Regions from separate parts of the Mus musculus genome. Here all the other regions are linked to region 4. The links are chromatin contacts, called in public Hi-C, HiChIP or PLAC-seq and promoter capture Hi-C maps. All regions are on one chromosome and are shown on one strand. Each heading gives the region's core, a stretch centred on a gene start, on an enhancer-like site or on the middle of the called end of the contact. The rest is flanking DNA. Distances are from core to core; before and after follow the strand shown.

Evidence for each region. A called contact is a pair of places that touch in the nucleus more often than the background predicts. HiChIP or PLAC-seq counts read pairs in DNA pulled down with a chosen protein or histone mark. Capture Hi-C pulls out chosen DNA fragments and counts their contacts.
Region 1: an H3K4me3 HiChIP or PLAC-seq map of stem cell-derived neural progenitor cells shows a contact between it and region 4, with 2.7 times the contacts expected there. The contact joins the promoter of Zfp105 here to the promoter of Abhd5 in region 4. A contact is called at or near these places in 1 of 39 promoter capture datasets (hippocampal neurons) and 2 of 115 datasets of contacts at active chromatin or transcription factors (bone marrow-derived macrophages and stem cell-derived neural progenitor cells).
Region 2: a contact with region 4 is called in a promoter capture Hi-C map of pancreatic islet. The contact joins the promoter of Tmem42 here to the promoter of Abhd5 in region 4. A contact is called at or near these places in 3 of 39 promoter capture datasets (cranial neural crest, hippocampal neurons and liver), 1 of 484 Hi-C or Micro-C datasets (neutrophils), 4 of 115 datasets of contacts at active chromatin or transcription factors (bone marrow-derived macrophages, effector CD8 T cells, extraembryonic endoderm stem cells and 1 more) and 1 of 9 other capture datasets (pancreatic islet).
Region 3: a Hi-C map of natural killer cells shows a contact between it and region 4, with 18 times the contacts expected there. The contact joins the promoter of Zdhhc3 here to the promoter of Abhd5 in region 4. A contact is called at or near these places in 3 of 39 promoter capture datasets (hippocampal neurons and liver), 1 of 484 Hi-C or Micro-C datasets (natural killer cells) and 2 of 115 datasets of contacts at active chromatin or transcription factors (bone marrow-derived macrophages and effector CD8 T cells).
Region 5: a contact with region 4 is called in an H3K27ac HiChIP or PLAC-seq map of extraembryonic endoderm stem cells, with 2.5 times the contacts expected there. The contact joins the promoter of Zkscan7 here to the promoter of Abhd5 in region 4. A contact is called at or near these places in 2 of 39 promoter capture datasets (cranial neural crest and hippocampal neurons) and 1 of 115 datasets of contacts at active chromatin or transcription factors (extraembryonic endoderm stem cells).
Region 6: a contact with region 4 is called in a promoter capture Hi-C map of liver, with 2.5 times the contacts expected there. The contact joins the promoter of Sec22c here to the promoter of Abhd5 in region 4. A contact is called at or near these places in 6 of 39 promoter capture datasets (erythroid cells, hematopoietic stem and progenitor cells, liver and 2 more), 1 of 484 Hi-C or Micro-C datasets (muscle stem cells), 2 of 115 datasets of contacts at active chromatin or transcription factors (extraembryonic endoderm stem cells and pancreatic cancer cells) and 1 of 9 other capture datasets (liver).
Region 7: an H3K27ac HiChIP or PLAC-seq map of extraembryonic endoderm stem cells shows a contact between it and region 4, with 4 times the contacts expected there. The contact joins the promoter of Tmem158 here to the promoter of Abhd5 in region 4. A contact is called at or near these places in 4 of 39 promoter capture datasets (the C10 cell line, hippocampal neurons and liver) and 2 of 115 datasets of contacts at active chromatin or transcription factors (bone marrow-derived macrophages and extraembryonic endoderm stem cells).

Annotation. Positions count from the first base shown.
Region 1 is chr9:122,921,659-122,924,901 of GRCm38.p6, reverse strand. It overlaps Zfp105 (zinc finger protein 105), which reads right to left and starts at 1,824. Exons shown (of 4, transcript NM_009544.2): 1 at 1,684-1,824.
Region 2 is chr9:123,019,652-123,022,847 of GRCm38.p6, reverse strand. Tmem42 (transmembrane protein 42) reads right to left here and starts at 1,522. Exons shown (of 3, transcript NM_025339.4): 1 at 1,278-1,522; 2 at 536-682; 3 at 1-9. The coding sequence starts at 1,469.
Region 3 is chr9:123,110,804-123,114,492 of GRCm38.p6, reverse strand. Zdhhc3 (zinc finger, DHHC domain containing 3) reads left to right here and starts at 1,299. Exons shown (of 7, transcript NM_001372538.1): 1 at 1,299-1,497. It overlaps Exosc7 (exosome component 7), which reads right to left and starts at 1,262. Exons shown (of 8, transcript NM_001081188.1): 1 at 1,171-1,262. The coding sequence starts at 1,227.
Region 4 is chr9:122,350,162-122,353,730 of GRCm38.p6, reverse strand. It overlaps Abhd5 (abhydrolase domain containing 5), which reads right to left and starts at 2,115. Exons shown (of 7, transcript NM_026179.2): 1 at 1,892-2,115. The coding sequence starts at 1,944.
Region 5 is chr9:122,884,545-122,888,160 of GRCm38.p6, reverse strand. Zkscan7 (zinc finger with KRAB and SCAN domains 7) reads right to left here and starts at 1,343. Exons shown (of 6, transcript NM_001177505.2): 1 at 1,096-1,343. It also overlaps a transcript of Zfp445 not described here.
Region 6 is chr9:121,702,987-121,706,414 of GRCm38.p6, reverse strand. Sec22c (SEC22 homolog C, vesicle trafficking protein) reads left to right here and starts at 1,386. Exons shown (of 7, transcript NM_001164562.1): 1 at 1,386-1,491.
Region 7 is chr9:123,259,479-123,262,901 of GRCm38.p6, reverse strand. It overlaps Tmem158 (transmembrane protein 158), which reads left to right and starts at 2,113. Exons shown (of 1, transcript NM_001002267.2): 1 at 2,113-3,423. The coding sequence starts at 2,357. The coding sequence ends at 3,217.

The DNA of each region.
Region 1 (3,243 bases), core at 575-3,074, 570 kb before region 4:
TTCTCCTTCAAATGATAGGGGCTGACTATAAATAACAAAAATAGATGTATAAATCACTTTTTATTTCTGATACAAAATAATATCTTGCCTGGTAGTATACACCTTTAATCCCAGCACTTGTGTCTACACAGACCACCCAGTGCTGCATACTGAGACTCAGAAAGAAAAAGGAAGGAAGGAAGGAAGGAAGGAAGGAAGGAAGGAAGGAAAGAATGAATTAACATTTTAACTGTAAAAACTATTATATAGAAAAAGAGTAAGGAAAAGTTCCAATCCAGTGATAATTATTATTTTACTTACAGTTTTTTTTTTACTATGGGAACTGATTTTGTTTTGTTTTCTTGTTTCCTTGAGACAGAGGTTCTTTGTATAGCCTTGGTTTTCCTGGAACTCACTCTATAGACCAGGCTGGCCTTGAACTCAAGAGATCTGCCTGCCTCTGCCTCCCAAGTGCTGAGGTGTACTACTACTGCCCAGCTAGACGGATTTTTAAAAAGGGGATCTTAGAGAGATTCACTACCAAGGAGAAAAGAATGATTATTTCAGAGAGTATAACTACAAGTACTTTTGAGGTTCTTTTTGTCTGTTTCATTTTTGTAGTTCCCACATCTTCCAAATATTTGATAAGACTAAATTTTGGTTGTAAAACAAAATTACTCATGTTGACCTTGTTTATCCTTATTTTTAATTGTTGCACAAATACTCTATAATTGTCAATAAACACATAAAACTGACCTATACATACTTTCGCATAAACATATACATACACAAATTGGGTGATACCCTACCCAGTCCCCAGTGTGTGCACCTTCAGGCTGCACTTGCACAGGGTTCACCCTTCTGGACTGGTGGTTTTGCTTGTTTCTACCGTGCTGGGAATCCATACAAAGGCCTAATGTATACTAGACAAATGCTCTACCACTGAGCCACAACCAGTTCTTGACTCAATGAGTGTTTTACAAGTCTTGTCTTTCAATATACGCTAGCTACAGAACACACACACACACACACACAATTCTGACACACAATTCAAAAAGATTTTAAATTTACAATCTTTTCTTTAGCAAACGTGGGCTTTATTGCTTATTTTAGTAATAGTTTCCTGTACGAAGAATTCCTTTGACCAGCTGCATTACTCCTTTAGAAGGAACTGCGTGATCACTAGCTTAAGGGTTTATATTTATTGCCAAACGGCTTTCTAAAACAGCATCTAAAGCCAGGCACACGACTACTAATTAACGGGACTTCTTTATTTCAGATAAGCCGACAGGGGTTTTGTTTTATTTTAAATAAAGCCAAACAATCTATTTTAGCTGTATATAAGGAGTTTGAGGTTTGTGCTTCTATCCCTCTTTGGTTCTTTTACTAGAAACCGGTGCTAATGTTTACTAAATTGCCTTATTCTGCTGCTGCTTCAGGGTACTCATATTCATTTTCCAACATCATCTTCACTGTGCAAACTTAAATTCCTAAGTAATGCCACGCTTTTCACCACGGCCTCAAAGAGTAATTCTGGCGGGTTATTCTGGCAGGAGAGCCTCTGAGACTCGTCTCACCACGTGCCTGAGTCTCCTGGCCAGACTGTCGGGCCCCTGGCCCCAGCAGGCCCGAGACATCTGCACAGGCCGCCCTCCTCCATCCCGACCAGCAGGCTCGCCGCCCGGCCCGGACACCCCGAGCTACCTCCCGGCCCCGCGATGGTCGGTGGAGAACAGTCCCGCGCCCCTCGCCGCCCGCTGCGACCGGCTCGCCACGAAGGCCCAACCGGGCCGGTGCCGCTTCGCGGATGAGACTCCAGAGTCTCTCGGCAGCAACGGGGCTGAGAACAATGACCGGACAGGAAGTGCCTTGCGCCGGGCTTCCGGCTCCCCAGGCAGGCCGGCCTCTCTAGGAATCGACGGGGGTCGTACACCTCGGTGCCCAGGGCGGGCAGGGCTTTAGCCCGCCAGGCAGCGGCACTCTCCCAAGCCGAGCCCCTACCTACCAGAGCTGACGATCTTAGAAAATTCCCTCAGCATTTTTATCTTCAAAATATCAAATGGTACAGAAAGGTTGATGGATGGTACAGAGGATACCCCTATCCTTCATCTCGACAATATTTGCCTTAATTCTCATATATAATTAAGGTCAATTTTGGAAATTATAAACAGTAAAACTCTTTATTCCAAGTACACCACCATCATTGCCAATAAGAAAAATTAACAACTATTCATATTCAGATGTACTTAACTGTCTCAAAAGATTTCAAAACCGTTAGAAGTGGTGGTGCACACCAGCACACAGAGCCATACCATAATCTTGTGGATCTCTGTGCACTGGAGGTTGGCCTGATCTACATAGTGAGTTCCAGCTTAGCCAGGGCTACATAGAGAGACCGGGTCCTCAAAACAAAAATCAAACCTAACAATAACAAAACTCACAAACATTTCAGGCAGAGATGCCCCCCAAATGAGTTTCACAATACTCCAGTTACCGCTCTTTGGTTTTGTGTGTTTGAAATGATAAACCCAGAGGAAGGCAGCGCCCTTTACTCGGGTTCCTCATTGGGTAAATCTTAAATGATTACACAGTATCATGCCAAGGACTGGTGGCTCACATCTGTGATCCCAGCTCTCAAGAGGCTGGGGCTGGGGCACTAAGAGTTTGAGGCCATAAATGACATCACATAGTATAGGGGAGATCCAGACTCCAAACCCATGTCTTCTGAGCCTAAATCCAGTGCTCTTCACAGGTTGTTCTCAGGCAGCAGAACTGGATCACAACTCTGGATTACACTATTATATAGGTTTTCTGTAGCACCTACACCATGTTAAGAAAATGTATGATGTACATGTTTAGAAACAATGACCAGTTTTTAAATTAAAAAACTTATTTTGCTATCATTTACAACCTCACCATTACCCTTTATGAGACAAACTCAGTTTCTTCAGTCTTAAAGTGCTCCAGAGCCTCTTTCCAGAGTCACAATAAATGATTTGGTACAAACTATCTTTTAATTAGAATTGAGATTGTTTTTCTAGACTTTAGAAACCTAGGTGAAGTTTCTTCAACTTGTCTGTCAGAGCGGTCATGAGTTTTCCCTATTAAGACCTAGGGGGTCATATTCAACAGTTACTTCACTGTGATTGTGTGCTGTTTCACATATGACTGTATTTTTCTTTTTTACTGTTCTGGGTTCAAATCCAGTGTCTTAGTTAGGACATTTCTGCTGTGAACAGATATCATGACCAAGGCAACTCTTAT
Region 2 (3,196 bases), core at 273-2,772, 670 kb before region 4:
TAAGATGGCCTGTGGAAGAGACAGCTGTAAGGGACCTGGCCTACCCTGGTAGGCTCCACCATTCCTTGGCTGATTTCTTCCTGAGGGGCTAGAGGCCAAAGTCTGGTGCTTTGCATCCAGCAACCACCTTCATGATCAATCCACGTATTTCTGTCTCCTCTGTGGACGTAAGAGGTTACCACCCCAGCTGAGCACTGAGGCTCAGCAGGCTAGCAGGTAGGGCCAGTACGGACATAGCTAGTACCCAGTAATCATAAACCCAAGTTAAGCTGTCTTCCAATTCAAGACTGGGTTCCCTTGACCAGACCCCCTAGACCCCATAGCTAATGTTAGAGTTCTTGATTGAGATAGCTGGTGTTATCCCAGAGTGACATAGGTTTCACTCCTAAGTTTTCCATGTTTAACTGTTCCTTGCCTGGAGACAGCCCAACTTTTGTTTTACTCCCTGTCCTTTCTAGAGCCTGGAAAATCAGGGGTTTCCCAAGGACAACTAACTCACCAAGAACCCTAAGAACAAGGTCACCAGGCTACTCACCGAGCAAAGTATGTTCGAGAAAGTCACTGTGACAGATGCAATGGCTGAAGACATAGAGAAACTGAGGCCCCGGCTAAAGAAGGTCCACATCAGAGAATTGGCGCTTGCCATGGCAACGATGCCTAAGACACATAAGCCAATATTGACCTGCAGGAGAAAGTGTCACTGAGCTACAACCACCATGGGCATAACCTTGAAAGACTGGGAGATGTTTACACGTCTCATACAAAGCATATGCGGACCCTGACTGATAGGCAGAGGAATTTGCCTGCAGACAGGGGGCAGGGTTATCTTCCACGAAGACCTCAAATTTCTTGTAGCTGAGTAGCCTTCTGGAAAGATATGACTTTACAAAAGGACTGTAAGTCGCCAGAAATCTATATCAAGCAGTCCCCTGTTCAGGTCAGGATCGAATTCTCTGATGCAGAAGCTCCGCAGGCGCTCAGTCCGAACTCTTGCCAAGGACAGGAAGAGATGGGCAACCGGTTATCTCACCTTAGGTGTCACGTGCTAAAAAAGCTATGGCAAGGGGACTTAAACTGAGAGGTGGGCTTCGAGGTCCTCCCCCAGGAGGCAGTGCCTAAAACCAGGTGGTCCAACATGGGCGCAGGCGGGAACCCAGGTTAAGCCGCCCTCCTCCCCGCCCCGCCCCGCCCTCCCCCGCCCCGCCCTCCCCCCGCCCCGCCCTCCCCCCGCCCCGCCCTCCCCCCGCCCCGCCCCCGCGTGGCGCCCCGGGCTGCACCTGGCTCCCGAAGGCCAGCTTGGCGGCGGCGGCGGCCAGAGCCCCGAACGCCCCGGCGCACAGACAGTTGAACACGCCCCAGAAGCGGCGCCGCATCGCGCCTTTCTGTAGGCGAGCGGGTAACTCCACGGGTGAGTCAGGGTAAGCGGCCGCAGACACGGCGGCACCCGAGGACTGCGGACCGGCCGCCATGAGGCCCGCTGCGCCCGCCACGGCCGACTGCCACGCACGCCGCCACCCGCCGTGAGCCCGGCTAGGGCGGAGCCAGGCGAGTGAGGCGAATCTGCTGCAGTGGAGTCCGGAGCCGAGCCGAGCCGAGCCTACAAATGAAAGGAATCTGGAGCCCATACCCTGCAGCGTGTGCAAACCCGCGACTAAGGAGAGCCTGCGGCTCCGGCGAACCTGGGGGATGGGAATCCGGTAGCGAGGACCGTGCGCCACTGAAGGAAGCGTGCTACCGAGAGGTACCTACTGTGAGAGAGGAATCTGCTGACGTGAACTTGGGGAGGAGGGGAGTTTATCTCCGAGGAGAACCTGCGGCGGAAGTAACCTTGTTTCTGAAAGAGCCCTGCAGTCAAGGGGAACCTGCTTCTGAGAAGACGGGGAGGTCTGCCACTTTACATGGATGCGCACCTAACATGCTAATCCTGAAGCCAAGCTGCACCTTCAAAGCACCTCTGCTCCCTCGTGGACGCAGGAGATGATGGATCTGGAGACCGGCCGCTTGAGACAGAACGTTGTTTGGGAAAACGTTTGTTCTGCCTGGACCATCAGAAGCACAGTCACTTCTAAGTTCGTGTAAAGTAATTGAGAACGACAAAAAAATTGAAAAAACAACCAAAAAAAAAAAAAACCCAAACAAACCGTAAAATGTCATCTACTGTCGGTAATTCCAGATGCTTAGGATGCTGAGGCAGTTAATGGTCATCCTGAGCAACTTAGGGAGACATTGTCTCACTTGAGAGGGCTGGCAGCCAGGCATGGTGGCACACACCCGTAATCCTAGCACTTCTGAAGCTGAGGTAGAATTACTGAGTTTGAGGCCAGCCTGACCAACAGAGAGGTACTAAGCAAGCCAAGGACTTTTTGAGACTCTCAAAAAGTTTTTGTTTTTGTAATAAAGGAGAGTTGGGGTTATAGCTCAGTGCTTCCATAATACATGAAAAATCCTGAATTCAGTCAATGGCAGTGTGTATGGATATATGTTAGGGATACATTTCCTTAAAGGAGAGCTGTAGAAGTGTATAACGTGAGCTAAGTGTGGTGGTTGGTACACATGAGGAAGCAGAGGCAAGTGGATCTCTGTGAGTCCGAGAACAGCCTGCTCTAAATAGCTCTACATAGCCAGGGCTACACAGCAAAACTTGTTTTGTTGATATATAAAATACAAATAATATTTAATGTATGGGGCTTGGAAGAAACACTTTATTCCCTGTTAAAGAGCTTTTTCATGGACATTCTTACATGCTACCTTGCTTCTCATGCGGGTGGTTTTGTGGATGAAATAAAAGGATGGATTACTGGGGTTTGGAGAGATTGCTTAGCAGTTAGGCAGCTTGCAACCTTCCCACAAGTGCCTCCCAACCTCATACCTCCAGGGGTTCCACTATTTTCTGGCCTCCAAAGGCACCTATCCTCATGTACATATATATACACCTGAACACAGATACACATTAATACATAAAATTAAATTTTAAATAAAAAGAATAGATTATCCCAATTAGTCCTATGTGGTATAAACCACTCCAATTTGCAGATAAGGAAGTTGAGACTCAAGGGTACTCACTGTACTATTCCACTTAATAATGGAGATAGTGTGTGGCAACAACTGATAGGAGAAGCTAAAACAAATCTAAGCTGCATCTGTCAAAGACTTTATCCCACGGATTATAAAGGTAATTAACAGAAATGACCTTCAT
Region 3 (3,689 bases), core at 50-2,549, 760 kb before region 4:
GGATTTTTATTACTCAAGTTTAATATGAAACCTAATGACTGAATTTTGGCATTCCTTACTCTATATGAAGTAGAAAATAACAGTATGTCATATGATTTAGAAAAGAACATGCTTTCACTTGCATTATGTAGTTTAAATGGTAACAGGTCACCTTACTATGATGACTACATCACAAGATCAACTGTAGGGACAAGGCTTGTAGAATACTAGATTATGGTTGCCAGGAAACATTCTTCACTTCTCTTGAACGTTCAAAAGCAGGACTGAGCCCAGATCGCGGTAGTCATTGTAGCTACCCAAAGATCTAAGCGCCCCACAAGTAAAACAGGTAAATCAACAATTACACCATAGACTACCAGTCTGCTTTGAAAAATTCTTCTCAGCGGGTGGTGAAAAGGCATGCCTTCTGCCAAGGCAGGACTGATAGGAGTTACACACCAGCCTTGGATATAAAGCTCTCCTCCTCAAAAAAAAAAAGCAAAAAAACAAAAGGGTTGAGAATGCGGTTCCATGATAGAATGCCTGCCTAGCATGCACAAGGCCAAGAGGTTCAACCTCCAGCACCGCCAGAAAGAAAAACACTCCCTATTTTTCTCTATTTGTAAGACATGTGTGTGTATATGTCAGCGTGATTTCTCTTAAGATTGGGTCTTTATAGCTCAGTCTGGCCTTAAACTCCTGATTCTCTTGTCTCCACTTCCCAGCTGCTGGGATTACAGGTGCCAGCCACCAAGGTCTGGAGCATGCTAAGCACGCACTCTATTACCGATGCATTTCCTTCTTTCCTGTTTTTAGGGGGTGTGTGGCGTGTGGTGTTTGCTGTCAGAATTTTAAAGTCCTTTTCCCCCTCGGATACACGGCCTCTGTGTGCAAAGTCACCAGAGTCCATTCACGTGCCGCTATTCTGATTACAGGATCTCGGGCACTGCACTCTCAGGTCGTGCAGAGGCCACAAGGACATTCCTTCATTAAACTGCAGCCTCGGGAACTGCCCGCCCGCCGCTCCCTGATGAGCTAGGAATCTCCTCCATCCCGAGAGCTGTGGACATCTAGGCATACAGGACGCACACTCGCTGCAGCACTAAGCCTCGGGCGTCCGTCCTGACCACGTGGCCGCCCCGCACCTCCTCCCTGCGCAATATGGCCTGCACTCGCGGCCGCCACCGCTACCTGCACTCCATGAACGATGTAGACCTTCTCGGCCTCGCTTAGCGCCACCGACGCCATGCTGCTCAGCTCACCGCGCGCGCTGGCGTGTCATCAGCTCGCGCCTCTCCCCACCGCGCCTGCGCGTCATCAGCCCGCGCGGTGGCCGCTCCCGCAGCCGCGGCTGCCGCCACCGCCTGGAGCTCCATGGGCTTCTCCTTCGCACCGCCCCGTGTGAGGCCGAGTCCGGCAAGCCGTGGCGCCGGGTGCCCGTGCCATCGCGGACGCTGGCGGCTGGGCCCCGGGGCAGCAGCAGGCGGCGCGGGACTGCTAGCTGCCTCCAGATTGACGGTCAGTGCAGTGGGGAAGCCCCAGAAGGAGGGAGGCGCGGGGCCCCAGCCGGGACTGGATGGGAAGCGCGCAACCCGAGCGCTCGGGCCGGAGTCGAAGTAGCCGAGCGCGCGCACGTGAGACACTTCAGGAAGGCGGAAGTCGTGCTGCCCATGAGGGACCATCTCCTCAACCCCCTCCTAGTTGGTCCCTAGGATGGCTGAAGGAAAGAGACCATGGATCCCTCATTAGGTCACTGGTCGGGAAGGGTCTGCACCAGGAATGGGGCGCCAGCTTCTCAATTTTCTCACCCCTCCTTCCATTCCAGGGATCGATCTCTGTCCTGTCTTCCCTCATCCTTTCCTCCCCTACTGCCCATCATCAGATAATGGCCCAGAGCTTTGCAAGTTACCCTTGCCCCGTGCGGTTGCTGGAGTATTGTCCCAAAGAGAGTAGGGAGAGTGTCTTGCACTTCGGGATGCCTGGATGGAAGGGATCTCCGGGGAAGATGGATAACTTCATGAAAGAAAACCGACCCTGGGAGGATATGGGACCTAGGTTATCCAGAAAGGATGCCTGCAAGGTGAAGCTGGGGTCATAGTGAGGGGCCCTTTAAGGAAGAGAGGGGATATGAACTAAGTTTTAAAGGGTCTCTCTGAGAAAATGAGGGGAGACTTGGTAGAGACTTACCTGGTGTTCTATTTTAAACAAAAGTAACCCTTCAGCTTAATCATCAAGAAATAAAAGGTGCTGGCCACCCTTTGCCTTTAATCCCAGCGTTTGGGAGACAGAGCTAGGCGGATCTCTGAATTCGAGGTCAGCCTGTTCTACACTGTGAGTTCAAGGACAGCCTGAGCCACATAGTGAGATCCTGTCTCAAAGACACTGCCCCCACTCGTCGAAAAAAGGCTTTTTTTCTCTTGTGCTAACTAAGTAAGTAAACAGAACACTAACCAGAGTCCTCCAGGGTAGAAGGGAAGGCTCTTGTGAGCATAGCCACAGAGCATGGTGATTAGAGTTGTCATAGTGGATTACTGACTACGCTGAGATTTCAACAGTAACAGGAAGTGCCTGGCTATATTCCTAGGTACTGAACTGTTAGCTGCTGAGCCCTCAAATGATAGCCTCTTCTTGATAGACTGGATATGAATTTCCTGCGTCCATACATAATACTTACTACAGGTGCTCCTGAGACGGCTTCCTGTAGGGTTGGACTTTGCCCTCTAGGGTAACTGGAAAAGGTGGAGCCAGACGGCTTTCTTCCTTTTTTGGAGGAACAGATGCCACACTTGATATAGCACCTAGACACCATCTCTGGTTGAACAACTAGATTCTGTGTGAGGAACTGGTGAAATAGCAAGGGACTCCTGCTAGTAGGGTATCTCGTGCTAGAGATGACTGGAAAGAGAGACCATTTGAATATATAGTGGGGTGGGGGTGGGGTAGGGTGAAGATTGAAAAGTCAGAAAAGATACTGGAAGAAAGTTTGACTTGAGTTTAACTACTATGAGCCATTTTCCTGGGAAAAAGTCTTTGGGCATATCTTTAAAAGTGTGTTAGTGGCAGAACAGTAGCATGTGCAAAGGCCCTAGGTTCCCTCCCCAGCACCACACGGGCATATCCTACCCCCGACAGCAGACAACAGGTTCTTTCTGAAGAAGGGTCAGTGTTATCTATTTGGTGACTGATTTTATGAGTAATATCTGGTATTAGGTTCAGAAGACTTCAAGAAACATAAACAGTGGAGTTTATATTCTCTGCTGGAACACTGCTGTCATCACTAGTTATTTTTCCTATGTGATGCTAGAGCATTTTCATCATATTCATTGAATGCATTAGATGTCCTTAAACCTCATAACTCATAGTTCTTATTTATTGAAGCTATTCAAAGAACATATTAGAACCAGAAAAATGAAATACCCAAGGATGGCACATTATATTGTGTTATACCAGTTTGCTTTTTCATTTCTCTTGGGGTTTTTGTTTGTTTCATGCTGTTTTGTTGTTGTGTCTTTTATAAAACCCAGGCTCTATTAACTTTCTATGACACTGTGTGATGCTTGTTGTATGCCAAGAACTTTACAAAGATTCAATTCTCAGAATAGCCTTATGAGGGCAATTTTACAGTTTAGGAAACAGGCACAAATAGCATAAGTGTCTGAGCAAAGTCACAGAGCACATAACTAATATGTAGCAGAGGCAGGATTTGAGTG
Region 4 (3,569 bases), core at 866-3,365:
TATCAATATCATCTCCCCATCTGTAAAGAAATGAGGTGTTTTCATCATACTTCCGGAGGTACAAAATAGGATTACTCCTAGTGTTAGACTTTTCCTGGTAAAATCCCAGGGTAGCATAGGATATCAGGGTTAGGCAAGACACAGGGAGCTGAGAACACTGTGCATACACTGAATTCTCCTCCTCTTCTCAGAAAACCACAAGGGTTCAATCACCAAGGCTTGGTTCTACTGACTGATCCCAAAGCCTTGCCTCTAGGAACTATCATCACACTGGAGTTCTACTCAGTTCTTCTCAATGAGGATTAAATGCCAACATGTGAAGTCTCTTAGGACATTCAGACCAGACCCAAATTATGGCATCATCTAAACCCAAATGTCTTGAAGAACTTAACTCAAAACGGCAGGCAAATATCCCACGAGTCCCAATCCCATTGAGAAGTAGCAGAAATATGAGGAAAACGCCTTAAAGTTGAATGCAGACACCTAAAGGAGCAGGTTCCAGTTAGCTCTGCTTCTTGGTAGTGGCGGTTCCAAATGAAAATGGGAGTGGTCAGATCTACTCACAGGGGAGACTCTAGGATTATCATGACCACACTGGGGGAGCACCCAGCAAGAACCTAGCCTTCTTTCTGTTTGCATGGTTATCCAGCACTGCTCACGGGTCCTGCCAAAAATACCAGAGAGGTCTACCTCTGACTAGGGACTGTAACCAGTCTTGCCCTCAGTGACCTCCAGCCATCATCAGAGCCATGTCACTCTCACCGTTGTGCTATGGATTCCTGAGCCTCACAGTATCAAGACCAAAAGGGCCCACAAGTTAGAATTCTCAGAGCCAGAAAAATGTCCTGACAAATTTAATAGAAACCCAAGCTACCAGGTCCTAGTTGTACCACATGACACTCTGTATTTCATGTCAATATAACTAGGAAGTTCAACAACAGACCAAAACAGTGGCTCCACTTGTTAATTATCACTTAAACAAAACTTGAAGAGTGTAGTTTCTAGCATTTCAAAAATATTCCTCCCCTAACATCTTTCCAAAATACTTACTTTCACATTACCATAATCTATTTACCCTATGGTTATCTTTCCCATACAAATGTCTCCAAATAGCTGAAGTACAACTGTCAAAATAATTTATAAAGGAGATGTATAGTCCCGTCCATATAAAACAAGTAGCCTTTTGAGAATCAGTGAAATAACTTTCATAGTAATTTAATTTTTCCACCAAGCATTGTTCTACTCACAAGGGCATGACATATCAAAAACAAAAAAGAATAACTTACTATGTCTATGAAGAAGTTGGGTGTGGTGGTTCACACATGTGATCTCAGCACTGGACGGCTGAGGCAAAAGGATTGGGTCTCTGCAGAGTTGAAAAGCTACCCTGGTCTACAGATTTCCAGGCCAGCAAGGGCTACATAGAGTGACTCCGGTTTCCAAAAAAAACAAAACAACAACAACAACAACTTAAGGGCTTCCTTCCTGTTAGGCATCTGCCCTTCAACTTTCACAAAGTTTGCCAGGGCTAGTGAAGCCAGACCGCCGGGTCACGGGAGCGCACGCACGGGGCAGCGGGAGGTGGGACGCAAGCGCCCCAGGCGCACCGGCGGCGATCGGCTGTCCCGCGAGGCTCCGAGTCCGACGCCTTCTCCCACCCTGGCGACGCACGGCTCCCGGCGCGGAGTTCTGAGCTCCGCCGCGCTCGGGATCACCGGGACGGCCGTCAACAGCAGCCGCTTTCCCTCCCCGCAGCCCCGCGGCCCTGACCGGGCCTGTCTGCCCCGACGGGTCGAGAGAGCGGGCGCCCGCGCCTTCCCTCGGCTGGCCGCCCGGGGTCGCCAGAGCGCACGAGACCCACGTCGTCCCCCCCTTCCCGGGTGATCCTCACCCTCCACCGGCGTCTGCCGAGTCCACCTCCTCCTCCGCCGCCATCGCTTTCATCACCGCCGCCGCGCAAGCGCAGGGACACACCTCGAAGCCGGCTGACAGGCCGACTGGGCGGCCCCGGGCCGCGGCCGCCCTTAAGACCGCACCGCCCGCGCATGCGTCGTCCGCCCGCTGGGACGATCCGAGGGCGCGGCCGCGCCACCGCAGGCTCGGCGTCCCAGCGGCCCGGCCTCGCAGACACGCATGCGCTGCCCGCCTGTCGCGCGGAGGCGGGGGCACTGGTAAGGAAGGTCAGCCCGACGCCGCGGGAGCCTAGGTAGTCATCCGTCGGAATAATGACCATTAATGCGTCATTCCGCCCGTGTGGACTGCCCTGGACGGGGCGCTAGGCAAGCCGTAGGTAGCCTGGAGTGAGACCCCAGCCAGAAATAGCCTGAGTGGCAGAAGTGCGCATCCTGTGGTGCTGGACCCTCCAGCCCTTACTTTCAGGTGGTGGCCTCTAGGAACTTGCACTCCACCCTGCCAGACTCTAGACTCCGGAAGGCTGAGAGCTTATGTGTGGGTACTAGAATTACACACACACCACCACCATCACCACCACCACCATCATCATCCCCACAGACCACAGAAGAGAGGGGCGAGGGAGGGAGAGAGGGAGAGCACTTCCTAGAATCCATTCTAAAATGATAGAGGGCTGAGGGCTCATAAAAATATTCTCATGAGCTCGATATGGTGGTCCACACCCTTCAAAAACACTTGGGAGTCAGAGGCAAACACATTTCTGTGAGTTGGATTAGCCTGATTAGCCAGCCAGAGCTACACAGTGAGACCCTGTCTTTAAAATAAATAAATTTAAAGGGGAGAGGGCTCGAGGGATGGCTCAGTGGTTAAGAGTGCATACTGTCCTATAGAAGAGAATGGGTTTGTTTCCAGCATCCATGTGGAGCCCCACAACTGCTTGTAATTCCAGTTCCAGGGGAGCAACACCCTCTTCTGGCCTCAGAGCACCTTAATGTATATGGTGCACATACAGGCAAGGAGGCACACCCTCGAGTGGGATTATTTTAATAATTTTTTTCCTGGTTAAGGGACGTGAGCAAATGCGTGAAAGTGATAAAGAGTAAAGCTCAGTACAGGCAAATGAAAGTCAGCAGCTAGCAAGTAAGTCCAAGACTGCGCTTTAAAAATAGAATTCAGAACTATGGCACTCACTGTGATTAAACAAATAGAGGCATCCTGGTGTTGCATAAGGGATGTTTCCCTTGGCTGGGGGCAGGTTCCTCCGGTCAGGAGAAAGTGTATGAACTAGCCTAGCTCTTTGTGCTTGTGACAAGCTGCCTACAGCTGGAGCTGTGTTGTGCAGGGGCCATCTATGCATTAGTTCCTAGGTTCAATTCCCATCCTGCCCTCTACCCCACACTCCAAAAAATGAAATTCTGAGAATATGTAATAGGTTCTCTTAGTTCAGCCACACCTGGGTGGTACTGATGCCCGGAACTACTCAGGAGCCTGATGTAAGCTAACTGAGTCTCAAATAATTCTAATAAGGCCAAAATATGTGGCATTCCCCCTTTCCCAGAGATCTAACCAAGAGCAGGTGTGTGGATGTGGGTTTGAACAGAAACAGAGGCTCCCACCACCCTCTTGATTTTTTTGAAGGCAAATGGATAATGTAAATA
Region 5 (3,616 bases), core at 94-2,593, 540 kb before region 4:
ATGGCCTCCAAAGCAGGGTATACAAGGAAACTGGATGTTAAAGAAAATACTAAATGATTTAACTATTTAATATGTCCTGTAGTAAGCACTGAAATTCAAATAGGATTTATCTTTAATTTTTTCATAAACTTGTGCTGGGAGTGGAGGCTCAAAACTCAGCTGGTAAAGATGTACTAAAGTTTGGGGCTAACACTTTACAAATAAGGGGGTGGGGACCACACTTTACCTGTCTGCACCTTCCCTGTTTTTTCCCGTCATTTCTGACAAACTCTTAATCAAGTGTCAAGACTCCGAATAAATAACACCTCTCTTGAAGGATATTTTCCTGCTTTCCCCAGATATAAAACAATGGCTCATTTCCCTTGCTGTACCTCATACTATAACAGTGTACTTCAACTGTTTATGAGGAACTCACCAGTCATGGCCTCTAAACTACTGGAGGGTCACCCAAAGGGAGGAACTAGTATTAAAACTTTTGGAAGTCTTTTCTACTTAACTTGGAACTTAACTTTAACTTTCTGGTCTCTCCGGGCATACCACTGTTTATAGCTTCAGTAATCCCACGGACTACTCTCCACCCATAACTCTGTTGGATCACTTCTCTTAATGCAATTGTTTGCAGTTTACTCAGGGCTCTGTTTCCTGCGAAGATTCAAAAGGCAGGACTGCTTCCCAGTCCTGCACGCGTGCATATGTGTTACACAGGGAGAGAGATATGTTACACGAATGTGGTTAGTTTAGTGGACAAAATTTGGGAAAAGCCATTTTCCTTTCCGTTTATGCATGCCATTTGAAAACCAGATCCTCTGGGGCAACTAGGATGTGTGCCGTGGTTTGAGATATCAGATATCAGGCACTGGAGACCCCAGGGTTAGACATTTTCCTCTGAGCCTGTTTTGTTTTGTTTTGTTTTGTTTTGTTTTTAAGACAGATGGAGTAATCTGTGAACTCTCCGAGAGTACACAAGAGCACAGGACACTTTCCTGCGGTCCTTACTGTGCCGAGTGCTAAGCGGCAGGTCTCGCTGCACGTCTAATCTGCGAGCTCGCGTGGGGCTCACTCCAGAGTCACGGTCCTGCCTCGGTAGCCGCTCACCTGGCCGCGTCTGCCCCGTGCAGCGCTGACGCACGGGAGCCAACAACTCGAGCCGACCCCAAGCCGAGCGACCACAACACGAGGACGACGCGGCTCCGCCTCGGGTAAGCACCCCGGCACCGCCCGCGTCGCGGCCCGAGTGCGGGCCGCACTTTCCACCGCGTCGCCACCGTCATGCGTGACGGCTCAACGGCCCCACACACCTCCAGGACACTAGGAAATGGCAACGACGGCGGGACGGGAAGCATGAGAGCATCACTTCCGGTACCTCCTGGATTCCGGAAGTCTTGGTTGCCAAGGTGAGCAATAATCTTGAACGCTAAGATTTTTTTTTACCCAGGGAACATCTGGGGCACAAGAGGGTGTCATGCTGAACTTAGAGTCATTCAGATTCCAGAGACCTCACTCTTGACATAAAAAGGTCAAAAAAAGCAAAGCCATACTTTCCAACAATCAGACTTTGACAGACCAGCCTGTCCCTGATGATGCCCTATACAATTAGAGCCCAATTCCTAATTGTGTTACAGCTCGGTTCCATTAAGGGGAAGGTTCCCGCAACTGTACAGTTCTGCTTGAGCAGGCAAAGGTTCCCCCGATGTAAGTGTTACAGCTTTCCTGGGAAAGGTACCCTGGCAATCGGGAGTCAAGGAATACCACAAAGTCACACCACACAACAAATCTCACATAGATTTATCGGAAGGGAAAACCCAGAAGAGTGGCTGCCTCTGCTCAGGCAAGGAGCAGGGGGAACTGAGGAGAAGGCAGGCCTTATATAGGTTTCAGTGAGGGATGGGACTTCTGGGGCAGTCTGGGATTTGTGGGATTCTAGTCAGAGTTTGGGGCAAACTCAGGGATTGGTGGAACTGTTTCTTGGGGTCTAGGGGTCAAGTCTGGGTCAGGGTGTTCTTTCCTTGGCTCTTTTACCCTAAATTTATCTCTGAGGTCATCTCACCTCAAAGTGCCAGTCTCAGGAAGGATTAATTGTGTTATAAAGTTTGCTATCTAACAAGATGGAGAACTTTATTTACTATAAAAGGGTAGGTCCCTCTCAGAGGACAATTCTCTGAGAATTCAAATTTGTTATGACTTTCTTTATTGAAATTTCTTTAACTATTATAGTTTTGTAAATACTTTTATTCCTGTGCTTTGGATTTATAAAATACACATTTATGGGCTCAAATAGCACAATCTGTGGCCCTGATTCTTTGTGTGTAAGGTGTGATGCTTACTGCTTGCTTTTTTGATTCACAGGTTAGTAAAATATATATATATATATCACATGATATAATGATCTAATACAAAGGGTCTTAATATTTTGTTCAACCAATTTCAATTCATTTACAGAGAAACAACATTCTTACTCCAGGATGACACGAGCTTCCCCCTCTACCCTGTTCTGCTGTCAGGAGGTCCAGCATCCTTCTATTTCGTAGTACAACCCTGGGAGTGGTGGTCATCTGTATCTGGGGAATAATTATAACAGGAATGCTGAGGTAGGGGCCCCTCAAAGAGGGGGACCTCCTATGAGGGTTTATTAAAGGAGAAACCTGGGTCTGAGGAGGAACCATGCGAGGTAGCATGAACAGGAGTCATTACTAAGAGGGGATCCAAAAGGGATGCACAGAAAAAACATAGAGAGGCATTTTAGATGGGATGTGAGGAGCAATAATAGATCAGAAGCGCATTGAACATGTTGTAGCCAGGATTGGGCATTTCTTCTCAGTTGTATTTCCTGTTCAAGAATGGTTTTATGGGTTCATGTGGACTGCTCCAGGTATCGAGAGATATGAGCAGAGGGGCATGCAGCGCAACTGGTGGGATATAGCTTCCCCATGATTCCCATTCTCCATATTTCATCCCAGGGGTCATCTATAACAATGAGACAGTTATTCAGGTTTTGAAATAGGCTATTTCTTTCTTTCTTCTTTATGTAAAACCATCAATTTGTATTTATTTAATATACATTGTAAGGGTTCAAGCAGACTTAATTTAAAAAAAAAAAAACACAGCTTAGAAATCATTTCTGTGAGAGCTGAGTTCAATTTTATAGGATCAATAACAGCGGCCGCCATAAAAAATCCTGATCTGTGAGGCAGCCTGCTTCTCCTTTATGACCCTTTTGTCAATAGGGAAGGCAGAGAAAGGGGTTTAGGGTTACAGACATGGGGTTAGGATAGACAGGAATAGAAATAGAGCTTTAGCATGCGTGGTTGGCACCGTCTGCAGACATGAGTTCCTGGTTCTTGCTGTCATAGGTTTGCTGAAAGGAAAAACACTAGTGGTGGATGTTGGAGAGAGAATTAGGGGTTTGATCAGTGGTGGGACAGGCCTGTGATATAACAAAGACTGTGTCGTTAAAACAGCAGAGAGAGCCTGGCGGTGGTGGCGTACACCTTTAATCCCAGCACTTGGGAGGCAGAGGCAGGCAGATTTTTGAGTTTGAGGCCAGCCTGGTCTACAAAGTGAGTTCCAGGACAGCCAGGGCTACACAGAGAAACCCTGTCTCAAAAAAAAAAAAAAA
Region 6 (3,428 bases), core at 137-2,636, 650 kb after region 4:
CCATTTCCACCCACCAGAGAAGTGTCGTTTAGAAGTCTTCACTCAGCTCAGGTCTCTCCATGTACCGTGTCTATCCAGCTGCTAGGTTGGCACCCACTGTAGGCTTCTCCGCAGAGATGGAATGGATAGGCTCTCTCTGACTATATGGTGGTTTATGAGGGGAACATGCTCATGTGGTGACAGAGGCTGAGAACCAGGGGAGCCAGTTCTGGGGTTCACTGACTTGCACTTGGCCTCAGAATCAGGGGAGCTGGGACTGGGGATGTGGCCCAGTGGGTAGTGCTCTTGTCTAGAAGGCAGGAAGCCCTGGGGTTGAGCTCCAGAGCCACACAACCTTGCTGTGGAAGCACACACACATCGGTAATCCCAGCGCCCAGCAAATGGAGTTTGTAGGATAGCCTTCAGAGTCAGCCTGCTACACAGTGAATTCAAGGTCAGCTTGGGATACACAAGACCCTGTCTCAAGGGATAAAAATGAAGTATCCGTGAAGCTGATGATGTAACATTAGTGAGAAGCTGAGGTCCTGAGAACCAGAGCCGGGACGTTCCAAGGAAAGCCTGGAGTTCTGATGTATGAAGAGGGTGACAGGCCTGACCCGGGGTTTTGTAGTTCAGTTATTCTATCAACAGAGATACATCCTCAGCCCCACAGAGTTCTGTGCACAAGCAAATGTCTCTGAAACACACAAACTCTCCCTTGCCCAATGGCCTGAGACTTGGAGAAGCTTTTCCTGAGCCCCAACTCCAAGACAACTGTTCCTGTAAATTCTCTTTGGAACCCATGCTTCTGTGAAGCATAACTCGTGTTTAAACACCAGAATTCCTGCCTGGTGCCCTACCCCCTTCTCTTGATTTGGTTTCTGTGTTCACACTTCCTGTGTACGCAGTGCGCGGCAAACAGCGGTGCTCAGCACTTGTCAAAACAGTAAGGGCCTAACTGTGCTACCCAATCTCCCTCCAGCCTCATAGCGAGGTGTGTGTGGCTCAGGGATCGGACTTTGGCACCTCCTCCAGGCTGGCAGAAGGCTGTGCTCTTCGGATCCTCTATCTCGGGCCTCTTGCCCAGCTGCGTAGCCTGCAAGAACCCACGCCCAGGGAGTGTCACTCCAGTCACACGGGGCCTAGACGCCTCTGGAGAACAGCCCTGTCCGCTCCAGGCCAGGCATCGTGGGGACGTCGGAGCCTCTTCTCACCGCTCGAGGTGAGACTCGCACGTGGGCCTGGGGACCTGCGGAAGAGACGCGGGCTGAGGGGAGCAAACCCGGGCCAGCCCTGGTAGATTCACTCAATTCCCGGGTCTGAACAACTGGACAGCAGAGACGCCCCACGATTGGTCTGTTTGGCGTCGCTTAGCAGCAGCGAATGGGAGCTCACGGTGTGCGCATGAGCACCACATCCTGCCTCCTACAGCCGGGCCGCGGGTAACCTGCACCCCGCCGGCCGCCGGGGTGGGCTGCGGTGGCCGAGGCGGAGGTCGGCCGCGGGGGCGAGGTGAGGTTAGCGGGCCAGGCGGGCGTGGAGAGGTGGGGTCGGGGTCTAGGCCACCGGGCTGCAGCCCGGGCCGGTGGGACTCCGCCGAGGCCCGGCCCCCTGCACGGTGCGTACCGGCTGGGATGCGCTGCCCGCTGTGCCTGCTGCCCGGGGCGGGGCCGGGGCGTGTCTCGGGAGGGCGGGGCGGTGGTTCCCTTTATGTAGACTGAACTCTAGTCCTGTCACTTGCTTCTTTTGAGAGCAAACTTTCCTTAGTCTGCTGGTCTAGCAGAACTTGGCTTCTTCAAGGCCTGGTCACCCCTACACCAACTTTCCTGGACTTGGATAAGCCGGGACAAAGAACCTGCAGAGCAGAGCGGGGGTCAAGCTTGCAAAAAGCCAAATCCAGGGAAGGAACTGAGTTACCTCTGATGAAAGGTGCCGTTACAGTTTGCGGTCTTGTGAAACGGAGCCCCATGTAACTCGAGTTTGGCCTTGAGCTTGGGATCCTCCTGCCTCCACTCCCCGCCCCGCAAGTTCTGGGATCACAGGTGTATGGCCTCCATGCCCAGCTCGGTTGGTGTAGCGGGTGACAAGATCAGAGAAACTAAAGCAACCCTCAGTGCAGAGCCAATGCTAGAGCAACGTGTCTGTAAAAGTCTACACAGAGAGTTTATTCAGGTAAAGAACTTGTCAGGGAAATGAGAACGGGGACAGCTTTGCATAGCCTGACACTGATATACAGGATTCATTCGCACCGCAGCTTTCTCAGGAAGACAGTTGTAGACAGGTCCCTAGAGATGCCTCGTAAATGTTTAGTGGACAACAGAGAGGACATCTTGAGGTCTCATAAAGAATTTCAGATCAAGGCTGGGGTGATGGTGCACATCTTTAATCCCAGCACTCAGGTGGCAGAGATAGAGGCAGTGCATAGCCAGACAAGACAACTGACTTTAGAGTATAATACACTAGGTAAGGAGAGGTGGTTTTATTTTATTTTAGAGAGGGTCTCACTCTGTAGTCCTGGCTGGTATGAAACTTACTGTGTAGGCCATGCTGGCCTGGGTCTGCCTGCCTCTTCTAAATCCTGGGATTAACGGTGTGTGCCTCTGAGCTTTAACTCCAGCAGTTTACTCACCACTTGGTTCTGTTTTAGGCAGGCTGTCCTGCAGCCTAAACTGCCCTTTAACATGCCACTCGCCTGGGGGTGACTTTGAACTCCTGACCTTCCTGCCTCCACCCCACCCCCCAAGTGCTGATATTATGAGCTTAAGCCACCACACTCTGCATTTCAAGGGGCACTTGTAGGGACCCTTCCTCTACCAGCAAGTCTCTGATTAGAGATTGTTTTTGTTTTTAAACATAGTCTCACTATAGCCCAAGTTCTCTGGTGCTGGGATTACAGGTTTGAGACCCACACTGCCTCTGGTTAGGTGTTGGCAGTTCTGCGGTGGAGAGGGCGTCTTTAGAGAGACAATAGCTGAGAACTCGGAGGTTTGGTTTTGAGGTCCACATACTGTGGAAAGAGTATGGAACTGGGAGACTGAAGTCTGCTTCTACCTCCTGATCCTTAGTTTTCCTCACCTGCGAAGTGGGTCCAAGGAAGCTCTGAGCACTTAGTAGCATTATCCATACGAAGGTCTTAGTCCCTCTGCATCCTTGGGAGATTGGGCTCAACCCATTGCATACAGTGGCTTCGTGTTTATAGAAATCTGTGCATATTCCCCGTGTGCCTCGGACAATATCTGCATTAATTAGAACATCTACATAGTGTGCTGTGTGTGTGGTTGCTGCATATTACATTGCTTAGGGAATCGTGGCAAGTCTGTACATACTCAGTACAGAAGCAGTTGTTTTGTTTTGTTTTAAAAATATTTTCCATCTGAGGTCGGCTGCATCTGCAGGTGCAGCACCCACAAATATTGAAGAAGGTAGGTGGAGTTCTTCTCAGCCCTTTG
Region 7 (3,423 bases), core at 864-3,363, 910 kb before region 4:
CTGTTACAGTTGCATGCCATCATACGCAACTGCAAACAAGTCTGTCATTTTCCCTTCCAAGTTTCCCCCACCCCCATCCCCACCCCCACCTCCATTGTACAGACACAGTAAGGGAACCCCTAAGAAGCTCAGCATGTTCCTGCCTAAAGTTCCAGAAAATGTCACCTGCTGTCATGGATAGAGACCTGACTCAAGACTCAATCCTTGACAACTAGGCCCCTTTAAGCCCTAGGGATCACATGATATCCCTGTTTTGAAGTAGGCTCATATTTAAACAAGGCTGCCACACCAGGTAGTATATTTTGTTCCTTAAAAGGATAAGTCATTTTAAATAAGAACATGAAACTGCACATTGTCCCATCTGGGAACACAAAAGTAGATAGATAGATAGATAGATAGATAGATAGATAGATAGATAGATAGATGTGTGTCCTGTGCCTCAGGGACATCAACCTTTTTTACAGAGACCAAGAATCCAGTCACACTGGGCTGGATTTGCAGGAATAGATAACCAACTGGCCAGCACTGAGAAGGTGGGGTAGATGCTGGACTGCAAGCTCCATTAACATAACACAGTCCCATGCAGGGTGGGTGCCAGCCGCCCGGCTGTCACTCAGGGAACCAAGACCAACAGAGAAGACTTGGTACTTTGGGGAATTCTGTTTATAAGGCTCTCTCTCTCCCTTCTCTCTCTCCCCACTTTCTCTCTGTCTACCTGTGTCTCTCCCTCATTCCAATGTTACTATTTGTTAGAAAACAACTTAGAAGATGGGTTTAGTGGTACATGGCTTTAGTCCCAGAACTCAAGAAGCAGGGGCAAGTGGATCTCTGAGAGTTTGAGGCCGGTCTGGTCTACATAATAAGTTCCAGGACAGCTAAAGCTACGAAGTGAAACCTTGACTCAAAAGAAAGAGCAGGAGAAAGAATGAAAGAGAGAGAGAGAACTATTTAGAGAAATATATTTAGCACTTTGTACCCAGCAATGGCTGTCATCCTGTCCTTCACAGGCCCTTGGGAAAGCTTAGCTGGCTTAGAGGGAGGGTCACTCTTAGATTTACAGAGCACAACTGTTTCAAGCCATTTTAGGGGTCAGTTGACATTAGTTTCCAAGTGTGAGGCCAGAAAACAAGGGAAGTGCAGTTTGCTCCTTTTTGTGATGGGGATTGAACCCTGGGCTTGCTAGGACACTAGGAAAGCACCCTTCCAACTGAGCTGCCTCTTCTTCCCAAGAACGTTTTTTGTTCTTTACAGAAAGCATCTTTCTGTGTAGCCCAGGCTGTCCTCAAACTCATAATTCTCCTCACCACCTTAGTACTGGATTTTGTTTATTTGAGACAGGTTTTCAGGTAGCCCAGGCTGGCCTCTCCAAGGAACTTGGACTCTGGATTCTCACTTGGGATTACAGACTTGTACCATCAAGCTCAGGACTCAGGTAGGCTTCTTAATATAAATTGTATCCTATTAAATTACTCTTGACAACTCCACCTCTCCACAATATACATCCCGGAAGACTGATATTCATGGACTCTAACATACAAATTTTTTGTGTCTATGTGCACACTAGACTGCAGGTGTCCTCAAGCATCCGACCTGTGGGATTTGCATTCCCATTGCCCCAACCAACACCAAAACTTCAGAATTTTGAGGATTTTTTTATGAGTTCTCTTCCTGTAAAACAAAACAACGAAACAAAAACAAAACAAAAAACAAAACAACAACAACAACAAAAAAACCCATATGTATCTATTGTGGTGAAGACACATTAAAACCAGCCAGACTCCAGATCTGAATTTCTGAACTCAGCAGAAAGGTACAAGAGTCCTGTCTCTGGCTCCTGAGGTAGCCCGGAGACTTTCTCCCTTCTTAGTTTCTCCTAAGCAGAAAGGAGGTACTGATTAGCTCTCCTGGGGGCGTGACAGAGGGACTGTCTGGGCTCCGGGACTCGCTCTGGGCTTCCCGCCCTCGGGGGTCCCCTCGCTCCGCCTCCACGCACCGCCCTGTCGCTCAGGTCTTCAGTTCCCGCCCCTGCGAGTGGAGCCCCGCCCTCCCAATTCCCCGCACCCGGTGAGCCGGGGGCGGGGCGCGCGGAAGGCGGAGCCGAGCAGGGGAATCCTCTCTCGTTTCGCCGCGAGCCAGCAGAGCCTCCTGGCCGTCCAAGGGCCCCAGCTCTGGGGGCAGCGGAACCTCGACGAGCGGAGTCTGAAGAGGCCATCGCGGCCCGTGAGCCGGTGTCGTCCCAATACACTGGCAGAGTTCCGCCTCGGCCTTCCAGGCCCCGCGGTTCCCTCACCGGACGGTCGCCTGCGCGCCATGCAGCCGCCGCCTGCCCCGCGCGCGTAGGCGCTCGCCACAGGCCATGCTGCCCCTTCTCGCCGCGCTACTGGCCGCCGCCTGCCAGCTGCCGCCGGCGCACGGCGGGGCCACGGATGCGCCCGGCCTTGCAGGGACGCCCCCAAACGCCTCGGCCAATGCGTCCTTCACCAACGAACACTCCACCCCGCGTCTGCTGGCATCGGCGGCATCGGCGCCCCCAGAGCGCGCGGGCCCAGAGGAGGCTCCGGCGGCGCCCTGCAACATCAGCGTGCAACGACAGATGCTGAGCTCGCTGCTCGTGCGCTGGGGCCGCCCGCGGGGCTTGCAGTGCGACCTGCTGCTCTTCTCTACCAACGCGCACGGCCGCGCCTTCTTCGCCGCCGCCTTCCACCGCGTCGGGCCACCACTGCTCATCGAGCATCTGGGGCTGGCGGCGGGCGGCGCGCAGCAAGACCTGCGCCTGTGCGTGGGCTGCGGCTGGGTGCGCGGCCGCCTGCGGGCTCCCGCCGGGGCTCCCACCGCGCTGCCTGCCTACCCGGCGGCCGAGCCGGGGCCGCTGTGGCTGCAGGGCGAGCCTCGTCACTTCTGCTGCCTGGACTTCAGCCTGGAGGAGCTGCAGGGCGAGCCGGGCTGGCGGCTGAACCGCAAGCCCATCGAGTCTACGCTGGTGGCCTGCTTCATGACCCTGGTCATCGTGGTGTGGAGCGTGGCCGCCCTCATCTGGCCGGTGCCCATCATTGCCGGCTTCCTGCCCAACGGCATGGAGCAGCGCCGGACCACCGCCGGCGCCCCCGCGGCCGCTCCTGCAGCCGTACCCGCGGGGACTACCGCCGCTGCCGCCGCCGCTGCTGCAGCTGCTGCTGCTGCTGCCGCGGCTGTCACCTCGGGGGTGGCTCCTAAGTGACCCCCTCCGCCCCGCGTCCGCGCTGTGTAAGCGCTCGCACGCGCCTTCCTCACCGGAGACGGGGCAGGTGCGCTTCGTGCTGTCCTTATTGTTCATCCTTTTCCCGGGAGGGGACCGCAGAGAGGCACAAATGAGGTGGGAAAGTGGGGTTTGTGCTGAGGTTCTGGTTCGGAAGAGCAGGGGCAAGCTCTCGGGCTGAAGGGTGG